2 separate regions of the Mus musculus genome follow, and region 2 is linked to region 1. Evidence: chromatin contacts called from public HiChIP or PLAC-seq data. All regions are on one chromosome and are shown on one strand. The core of a region is the stretch at or near the end of the contact, and the rest is flanking DNA. Distances in the headings are between cores, read along the strand shown. Region 1 holds the start of Luc7l3 (LUC7-like 3 (S. cerevisiae)). Region 2 holds the start of Chad (chondroadherin).

The links. HiChIP or PLAC-seq counts read pairs in DNA pulled down with a chosen protein or histone mark.
Region 2: an HNF4G HiChIP or PLAC-seq map of pancreatic cancer cells shows a contact between it and region 1. The contact joins the promoter of Chad here to the promoter of Luc7l3 in region 1. A contact is called at or near these places in 20 of 39 promoter capture datasets (the 3T3-L1 cell line, the HPC-7 cell line, HPC-7-derived erythroid cells and 13 more), 6 of 484 Hi-C or Micro-C datasets (arterial endothelial cells, bone marrow-derived macrophages, cerebellar granule neurons and 2 more), 23 of 115 datasets of contacts at active chromatin or transcription factors (the HPC-7 cell line, bone marrow-derived macrophages, cardiomyocytes and 14 more) and 5 of 9 other capture datasets (adipose tissue, embryonic stem cells, liver and 2 more).

What each region holds. Positions count from the first base shown.
Region 1 is chr11:94,319,659-94,323,994 of GRCm38.p6, forward strand. It overlaps Luc7l3 (LUC7-like 3 (S. cerevisiae)), which reads right to left and starts at 2,305. Exons shown (of 10, transcript NM_001361574.1): 1 at 2,032-2,305. The coding sequence starts at 2,130.
Region 2 is chr11:94,562,631-94,567,430 of GRCm38.p6, forward strand. It overlaps Chad (chondroadherin), which reads left to right and starts at 2,417. Exons shown (of 4, transcript NM_007689.5): 1 at 2,417-3,238. The coding sequence starts at 2,468. It overlaps Acsf2 (acyl-CoA synthetase family member 2), which reads right to left. Exons shown (of 16, transcript NM_153807.2): 11 at 181-288.

The DNA.
Region 1 (4,336 bases), core at 1,055-3,554:
TCAGAGTTAAGTTCCAGGACAGCCAGGGGAAACAGTGAAACTGTCTTGAAAAAACAAAAACAAACAAACAAACAAACACACAAGAAACAAAACAAACAAAATGCTTAGATTGAAGAGTTAAGTGGGGTGAGAAGAGAAAGTTCACTGAGACAGAAGCAAAAAAAAAACCAGCAGAAGGTCAAGACATAAGTAGGCAACAGAAGGACAATGAACGTCAGGAGATTCACATGCTGCAATGAATCAATGTAACTAATAACACCATAAACTCTACCCTAAGAACATACTTGAAGTCAGGCACCACTTCCATACAACTTTAGCCATACACTTCTTTTGGTTTTGGGGGGTTTTTTTGGGGGTGGGGTTGTTGTTGTTTTTGGAGATAAGAGTTTCTCTGTGGAGCCCTAACTGTGAGTGTGAAGTAGACCAGGCTAGCCTGGAATTTACAGGAATCCCGCCTGCATCTGCCTCAAGTGTTAGGACTGAAGGCTCCTGCTATTAGCTCTGAACACTTTTTTTTAAACATACAGAAATTAGGTACCCCACTTTACTTTTTTTCTATATGTCAAAAGAGAAATTGTTACTTCACTCAAACCATGTGTTTAAAAACAACGCATACTGAGCTGGTGAGATGGCTCTGTGGGGAAGAGGTCTGACTGCTCTTCTGGTGGTCCTGAGTTCAAATCCCAGCAACCACATGGTGGTTCACAACCATCTGTAATGAGATCTGATGCCCTTTTCTGGTGTGTCTAAAGACAGCTACAGTGTGCTTACATATAATAAATAAATAGATTTAAAAAAATACATAATTTACTTTCCTAAAAAGCCTGTTAGCCAATCGTGGCAACGATGTAATCCCAGCACTCTGGAAGCGGAGTGAGGATTTCAAGTTCGAGAACCACCTGCTTACAGAGTAAAACACTGCCTCAAAAACAGAAACAAAACAAAGCTTTTGTTGAGCCATTTTCTCATATTTTATCAAGTGATTTAAAACTGCTGTTTGATTATAACTGCAAGGTAAAATCAAGTGTACCCACTCTCCAGTTCAGATCTAAGACAGTGTGCTCCACGTACAAAACTAGATAAAAAGTACTTGAAATACAGTACAGTATATGCACGAAGAACAGTGCAACCTCAACAGTGCTACAAAAATTAGATTTAGCTTTCCCGATCACCAAGAGACCGAGAGAGAGAGAGAGAGAGAGAGAGAGAGAGAGAGAGAGAGAGAGGCTTTAGCCTCACCTGCGACCCAGGAGTTATAGTTAACCTTTCTAAGAGAGTAAAAGGACCGAATGAGTTTATGTGAAAACAAAAACCTTCACAACTGCCTAGCTGAGGGTCTACTACGGCCATCAAGCACGCGTCAAACGGCCATCAAACCGCATTAGCAAAAAACTGTTCATGATAAAACTGTACCTCGTTCCGTCTTTCAACTGTCTACCTTCTCACAGAAGTGTCCAAATGGCAGCACTCCTAAGCAATGCACTGCTACGATGTCCTTCCCCACGAATACTGGTCGGGAGTCAGGCTATCTATCTATATGACTCCCGACTCTCTCACACACACACACACACACACACACACACACACACTCACACACTCTAGATAGATAGATAGATAGATAGATAGACAGACAGACAGACAGACAGACTGCACCCAAATAACGGAAGCCTGCTTTCTTATTCATACGGTAAAACCCCGGAGCTCTGGTGGAATCAAGCGAGCCCTTCCTTCTTCCTTTTCCCGCGTTTCTCGGCCTCACCAAGGTGCTTCTTCTTCTGCCCAGCCAAGCGCCATCCCGGACTTCCTCCACACAACAACAAACGCCGCTATCCCCCGGATTGGCGCGGAATCCTCCCTCCGTCCTGGGCCGCACGCCCGCCTCCCTCCGCCGTCAGGTGCTTCAGTCGGCGCGGCCAGGTCCCCCCAAATCGCGCCGCACCCCGCTCGGGCCAGCCTCGGCCCGCCCTCGGGTCCCTTCAGCTCCCCCTCCCCCAGTCCCCGGGGCACAGGCCCGAGGCCCACGGGACTTACGCTCTCGTGGTCCCAGCGCACGTTGCTGCGCTTCTCATCCGGGGCGAGGTTTCGGTCCCGGCCCATTAACTCATCCAGCAACTGCGCGGCAGAAATCATGGTGCTTCCTCCGGGCGGCTGCTCACGCCAGCCCTAGCACCCACCCGATAAAAAACCCCACCAGCCGCCCGGCCGCCGAACCAAGCCCCCTCGGCCCACTCTCAAGCTCGAAAAGCCTCTTCCAGAGAGGAGCCGAGAAGACAAAATGGCCGCCGCCCGGGCACCTTCCCAGCATGCCGTGCGCCCGTGGAGACACGCCTAGGCCCGGGCTGCGAGGGCGGGCAGCGCGGCTTCTCCGGCGAGGGGGCGGGACCTCCGGCCCGGGCCCGGGGCAAAGCCCCGCCAGGCACTGACTCCGCCCCCGCCGTGCCTTCCACCCAACGGAGCGGTGGACGCTCTAACGGCTGCCGGTGTCGGCCTCTTTTTTACTTGGAGAAAGAGCAATCTAGCTCTGGGTCCTTTGCCACTGCCCTGAAACGGAGAAAATGTCCCTTTGTCCACGTGGTGTGCGGGGGACCATCTTCCAGGGAGGGAAACAAGAAGAGCGAGCTGCGATCGTGCTCAGACTCCATTTTCCTGTCGCTGTAGTTTCTTCCTCCTCTACCTGTCCTTATTTATGTCTGCACCCTCCACCCTTCCCACACCCACCCAGTTCGATGCTGGGGATTGAACCGGGAACCTTAACGCTTAACGCTCTACCAGCGAGTTAAATCCTCAACTCTTCTACCCGGTTTTGTCCGGACTTCCTCGATTTTTAGGGAGGAAAATCAAGGAATAGACTATATGCGGTGGAGGAATTATGTTGTAATACCTCCAATCCAGGAATTTATCTTCCTTCACTTTGTATCAAATGTGTTACTGTGTGTTCAGGGAATCATAGAGGAGACCAGAGGTTACCCTCTGGAGTCCATTACTCAGGAACTATCCACCTTTGTTTGGTTTTTGGTTTTGTTTTTCGGGATAGGGTTTCTCTGTAACTTTAGCTGTTCTGGAACTCACCAGGCTGGCCTCGAACTCACAGAGATTCCCGTGTCTCAGCCTTATGAGTGCTAGGACGTGCCACCATTGCTCCTCAATCTAAACTTTCAAAAGATTAGGAAAACTTAGCTGGGCTTGCTGTCACCGTATACCTTTTATCTAGGAAGGCACTGGGAAGGCAGAGTCAGGTGGATTTTATGAATTAAAGAGGTTCACCTGCTTCTGCCTCTTAAGTGCTAACACTTGGGAGGCAAAGGCAGGTGAATATCTAAGTTTGAGGCCAGCCTGGTCTACAAAACAAGTTTCTGTATAAAGCCATGGCTGTTATACAGAGAAACCCTTTTTCAAAAAGAATGTCTCACTGGGACGTGAGCTCTCTGTCAGCCTGAAAGCCCTACGAATCCTTTTATTTCTGCTTCCTTAGTACTGCAGCTATAAACCACTGTTTTACATGTATGTGCTGGAGGTTAAACTCTGTTCTTCATGCTGAGTGGTGAACTCCCTGGAATTTCTTTAAAAGTATTAATTCGGCCTTGCAAACTTTTAATCCCTAGCAATCCAGAGGCAAGTTGATCGAGGCCAGCCAGGGCTACATAGTGAGACATTGTCTCAAAAACAAGATTCATATTCAGCTAGGAATAGCAGACCGGGCCTATAATCCCCTTGTTTGGGAGGCTTGGCCAGAAGGATTATTGTTCCAGACCAGCATGGGTTGCTGTGTGAGTTCCTGTCTAAAACAATTTTTAAAAAAAATAAAACCCAGGGGCTAGTGAGATGACTAAGCTGAGAGACATCTGTGGACAAGCTGGATGAATGTGACAAGAGTTTCATCCCCCGGACTCACAGAGAAAGGAGAGAACCAACTCCCGAAAACTGTCCTCTGACCTCCACGGGCTGATCCACACACACAGACACTGGCACATAAAATAGAATGTAATTTTTAAAAAATTAAGGGCTGGAGAGATGCCACAGCAGTTGTTGGCATTGGCTGCTCTTGCAGAGGACCCAGGTTCAATTCCTAACACCCACATGGCAACTCACAGCTGCCTAACTCCAGGGTCAGACACCCCCTGCCCCCAGACAGACAGACAAGCAGGCAAAACACCAATGCACATAAAGTAAATTATATTTAAAAAGTTAAAATTAAAAATTGGAGGCCCAAAGTTGGTGGCTCATATAATCCTCAGGAGGTAGAGGCAGTCAAATGTCCAGGATAGCTGGGTTACACAGAGAAACCTCAACAAAACTTCTGTTATATGCCCACATCAGTGTTAGTGTGCAGATTAAA
Region 2 (4,800 bases), core at 1,167-3,666, 240 kb after region 1:
CCCACCCCCCACCCCCGGCCAGCTCTCCCTGCTTCAGCCCACAGAGCCGGGCCAGGTCCAGCAAGCCCCCAGCACTGGGGCCTTCTGTATTTGAGTGAGCTGTTTAGATGTCTGATGGAAAGTCCTAACTGTCCTCACGCGGTGGGAGGTGGGCTCTGAGGGCATCCGTCGGGGGCTCACCTCCGTGTGAGGCATAATTCTGCCCACACTACCAGCCTTCTGCTCCAGGGTGTCCTCGGGAAAGTTCATGAAGGTCACGGGACTGTTCTCTGTGGTTCCATAAACAACCTAGAGGGGCCAAAAAAGACGGCTTGAAGGGAAGTGAGGGACAGAGGAGGGCTGGGGTGACCTACCCTAGGTAGCTGAACAGTAAGGACTGAGGTAAGCGAGGGGACAAGAGCCAGAGGTCAGAAGCCAGAAGTGCAGCTCTCTGCAGGGCCCCTGGTCTGAAACCAAATTGAGACTAGAAGCCAGTCCTCTCATGGCCAAGGTTCCGACACTGCCCTGTGATGCCTGTGGCTTCTGGCATCACTGATACCCATGGCTGCTCTCTCCATCTCCAGGTTGCTTTGGTCCTTCCGTCTTGATTTCAGGCCACAACAGCCTCCCTCTCTCTCTTCTTAGCCAAAGGCCTCATAAACTTGATGAGAAAGGCAGCCTGGCTTGGGATTGAGCTGGGAGTGGTACAGACACACAGACACCACTCCCCTCCAACCTGGGACAAGTGCCTGGCCTTAGGGTGGGTGCCCTACAAGCTCTGGAGATGATACTGTGTGTTTATTTTCATTAAAACAAAAATATAGCCAGAGCATGAATTTAAAAGGCCTGTGGCATGCATGTGCGCGCGCACACACACACACACACACACACACACACACCTACCCCTGCAACCTCCAGTGGTTAGAACATCCTGTGCATCAGGAAAACTAGCAGCCAGCCTAAATACCATCAGAGAACATTCTAGGCCAAGAATGACCCCCACACACCCCATTCTAGCGACAAGGAATAAGAAGGGCTTATGGGAAGTGCAGGCTTGGAGTCCAAATCCTACATCTATGTATTGAGTGTCATGAGAAGGTCTAGATACCTTGTCCTCTACCAGCTCTCTGTTGGTGGCCTCCATGCCCGCACACCATCAGGTGGTGTGGTTCTGGCGTAGTTGTGGTCTCCTCCACCACCTCCCAAAAACAGAAGCCATCTCTGGCCAAGCAACCCAGAGCTCACCCTGGGCCAAAGCTGTAACCTGCCTGCTCACCCTCCCTTCTCCACAGGACTCCAGACACTGTGGCTGGCAAGTGAACAGAAGCCTGGTCCACCAGGGCGGGGCTGCCCACAACCTAGCATCTGGCTAGCCAGGGTTGGTTGCCTGTAGCCAACACCCCACTTCCCACCAGCTCACACAGTCCTGGGGTCATTGCCCAGCTATGGCCTCTGCCAAGTACACATTGGCGCCACTAGGCTGCCACTCTGAGACCCCCCTTAGGGGTGGGTCCTAACCACCGGTGAGGGGAGGATCCGGAGATGAGGATATTTGGGGGAGATTAAGAAGGAGACTGTGCAACCATGCTTGTTCAGCGGCCTGTGGTCTCCAGGTGTGTTGCCAGTCAGTCCTGTGGTTCACTCCCCACACACACCAGTTCCCACATTTCTGTGTGGCCTTCAGCCCTAGAAAGGGGAATGAGGGTACAAAGGACAGGGAACAGGAAGCCCAGAGCTAAGAGAGGGGTCGTGAATAAGCCCACAATCCGGAGCTCTTACGGGCCTGGTGCCACTGGGCTCCGAGAAGGGGCAGAGCCAAACGCACGGCTGTCAGCTAGCCTCTGCAACCAGCTCCCCCACCTCCTTGGGATAAACTGAGGAACCCAGAAGCGGGAGCCCAACCCACAGCAGCTCTCACGCTCCGCCTGCGCCGCACAACAGTCCCATTAAAGCGCCGCCGGCTGGCCGACCGCGGTGAGACGCATCCGGCTGTCGGGCCCCACTTCCTCCCTCCCGGAGTCCAGGGTGACCTGTCTGCCAAGGGTGTATGGGGGAGGGAGACGTAGAGAACTCAAACTTGAGCAAATAAATAAGTTCTGGGAACACTTCCCTCTGCCCAGTGGAAATTCAGAGGCCCCTCGACACACCTATCACCGTCCACCCCACCTCGGGGTGTTGGTCCAGATAGAGGAGGGTAGGGGAAGGTGCAGCATAATGTTTGCAAACAGGAACCAAGGGGTTGGGGTTCAGGGGAAGGGCCCTCAGCCCTACACACGGTCTCCTGCTGTGAAAAGAGGCCCCCAGCCATCGAGGATGGGGACGCATCTCTGGGCGGGAAGGGGTTAAATCAGTGGCTTCGGTGCTCCACGTAGTAGCTGGCTCCGCTGCCAACTGCGGTCAAGGCTGCCCTATAAATGGGCCGGGAGACCCGAGAGTCGAGGACTTGTCGCTGCCTTAGCCCCCAGCCCAGGCTCAAGGCGTTCCAACCATGGCCCGCGCGCTCTTATTCAGTCTGGTCTTTCTTGCCATCCTCCTGCCTGCGCTAGCCGCCTGCCCCCAAAACTGCCACTGCCATGGAGATCTGCAGCATGTCATCTGCGACAAGGTGGGGCTGCAGAAGATCCCCAAGGTATCAGAGACAACCAAACTGCTCAATCTCCAGCGCAACAACTTCCCGGTGCTGGCTGCCAACTCGTTTCGGACCATGCCGAACCTGGTCTCCCTGCACCTGCAACACTGCAACATCCGCGAGGTGGCGGCTGGTGCCTTCCGAGGCCTGAAGCAGCTTATCTACCTGTACCTGTCCCACAACGACATCCGGGTATTGCGAGCTGGAGCCTTCGACGACCTGACTGAACTCACTTACCTCTATCTAGACCACAACAAAGTGTCGGAACTGCCCCGGGGGTTGCTCTCTCCTCTGGTCAACCTCTTCATCTTGCAACTCAACAACAACAAAATCCGAGAGCTGCGTGCTGGAGCTTTCCAGGGGGCCAAGGACCTGCGCTGGCTCTACCTGTCAGAAAATGCCCTCAGTTCCCTGCAGCCTGGTTCCCTGGATGATGTGGAGAACCTAGCCAAGTTCCACCTGGACAAGAACCAGCTGTCTAGCTACCCCTCAGCCGCCCTGAGCAAACTTCGGGTGGTGGAGGAGCTGAAGCTGTCTCACAACCCTCTGAAGAGCATCCCAGACAATGCCTTCCAGTCCTTCGGTAGATATCTGGAGACCCTCTGGCTGGATAACACCAACCTGGAGAAGGTAAGTGCCCCAGCTGCAGTTCTCCCGGCTCTTTCTAGGATGCCACCCCAGGACCACATCGGGACAGCATTCCCTCCTCCTGGACTCCTTGTCACTCAGATTATCCTCCAAAGCAAGGGGCCTTTGCCACTTCTCTCTGCATTGACACACACCCCTCCCCATCCTTCTCACCCTTACCTGGTCCCGAGGCTTCTCAGCAGGGCTCTCTTGGGACTCCTTGTAAGAGATGGAACTGTTCTGGTCCCACAAATGGCCTCTGGGGAGGCATCTGCCCCAGACCCCACGGTTAACAGCAGACACCTCTTCCTGTTGGACTTTCCACCCCTCTCTTACCAGTCTCCTGCAAGCCTACCATTTCATAAAGGAAGGTTTGTCTACTGAGGCACCTTCCAGAAGCTGAGAGAACACAAAGAGTGCCTGTTCCCAGTGGGTGCTGGCCTGTGTTGCTAAGGTAAAGTGAGAGGCCAGAGGATGAATTGGGGAGCAGGTACCTTAAGGAGAACTCTCCCACACCCTCGTCCCATTCCCTCCGTGGGTCGAAACACACTCAATTTTATTGCAACCTCGGGTCGATTTCAAATAAGGACGGGAAACCAAGACACGGAGACCTGACTTGGCTTCACCGAGTTGCTGGCTTGGTGCTCTTGCAGCCCGTGAATAAACACATGCAATCCCTGGCACACGCCCCCCCAAGTGTCTCCTCAGAGCACAGACTGACTGTCTCACTGTCCAGCAGACAGTTTGTTGACTTTTGCTTTCCCCAGTCACCAGATCCCAGACTCCTCAATTCTTCCTCCCTTGGGATGCTCAGGCTAGCCTGGTCGGGGCTGTCTAGGAGCAAAGTCCTTTTCAGGGAATCACCCTGGTACACAACACAGTTTCAGCCAGAAGGTTCGGGCAGAGACCAGAGCGAGGTAGAGTAGTTTTGTTTGTAGAGAACGTCACAGCCCAATCTGGTCTGTGAGAGGTCACAGATACGGAGCTGAGGACAGAAGGCCAACCTTATCTAGGTAGATGGAGCCTTCTGGGTGGATCTTCTTTAGCCTGGCCTCACCCCAGCTAAATGTAGACCACCCTAGTGACAAAACAGTGGCCAGTAGAACAGCATACGAAGGCTGATTTAGAATGAGGAGGCCAAAGCCGGGCGTGGTAGCGCACGCCTTCAATCCCAGTACCTGGGAGGCAAAGGCAGGCGAATTTCTAAGTTCGAGGCCAGCCTGGTCTACAGAGTGAGTTCCAGGACAGCCAGGACTACACAGAGAAACCCTGTCTCACAAAAACCAAAAAGAAAAAAGAAAAAAAAAAAGAATGAGGAGGCCAGAGAGAAACTGGCACCAAGGCTCAGAGGAGGGCACCAATACATTTCCTCTGGAGCCATCCATCCTGGCCAAAGTGCCCACAGAGAGCTCCACAAATAGCATCTAGCAGAAGGCAGAGCAATGAGGACACCACTGGGGGAAATCCTGGGACCAGGGGGCTGTGGGGAGCCTGGGCTCACTGCCCATCCCACCAAACCCTGACCAGGTTCACCGTGTGCCCGCCCCAGGCACACTGCCCATCCC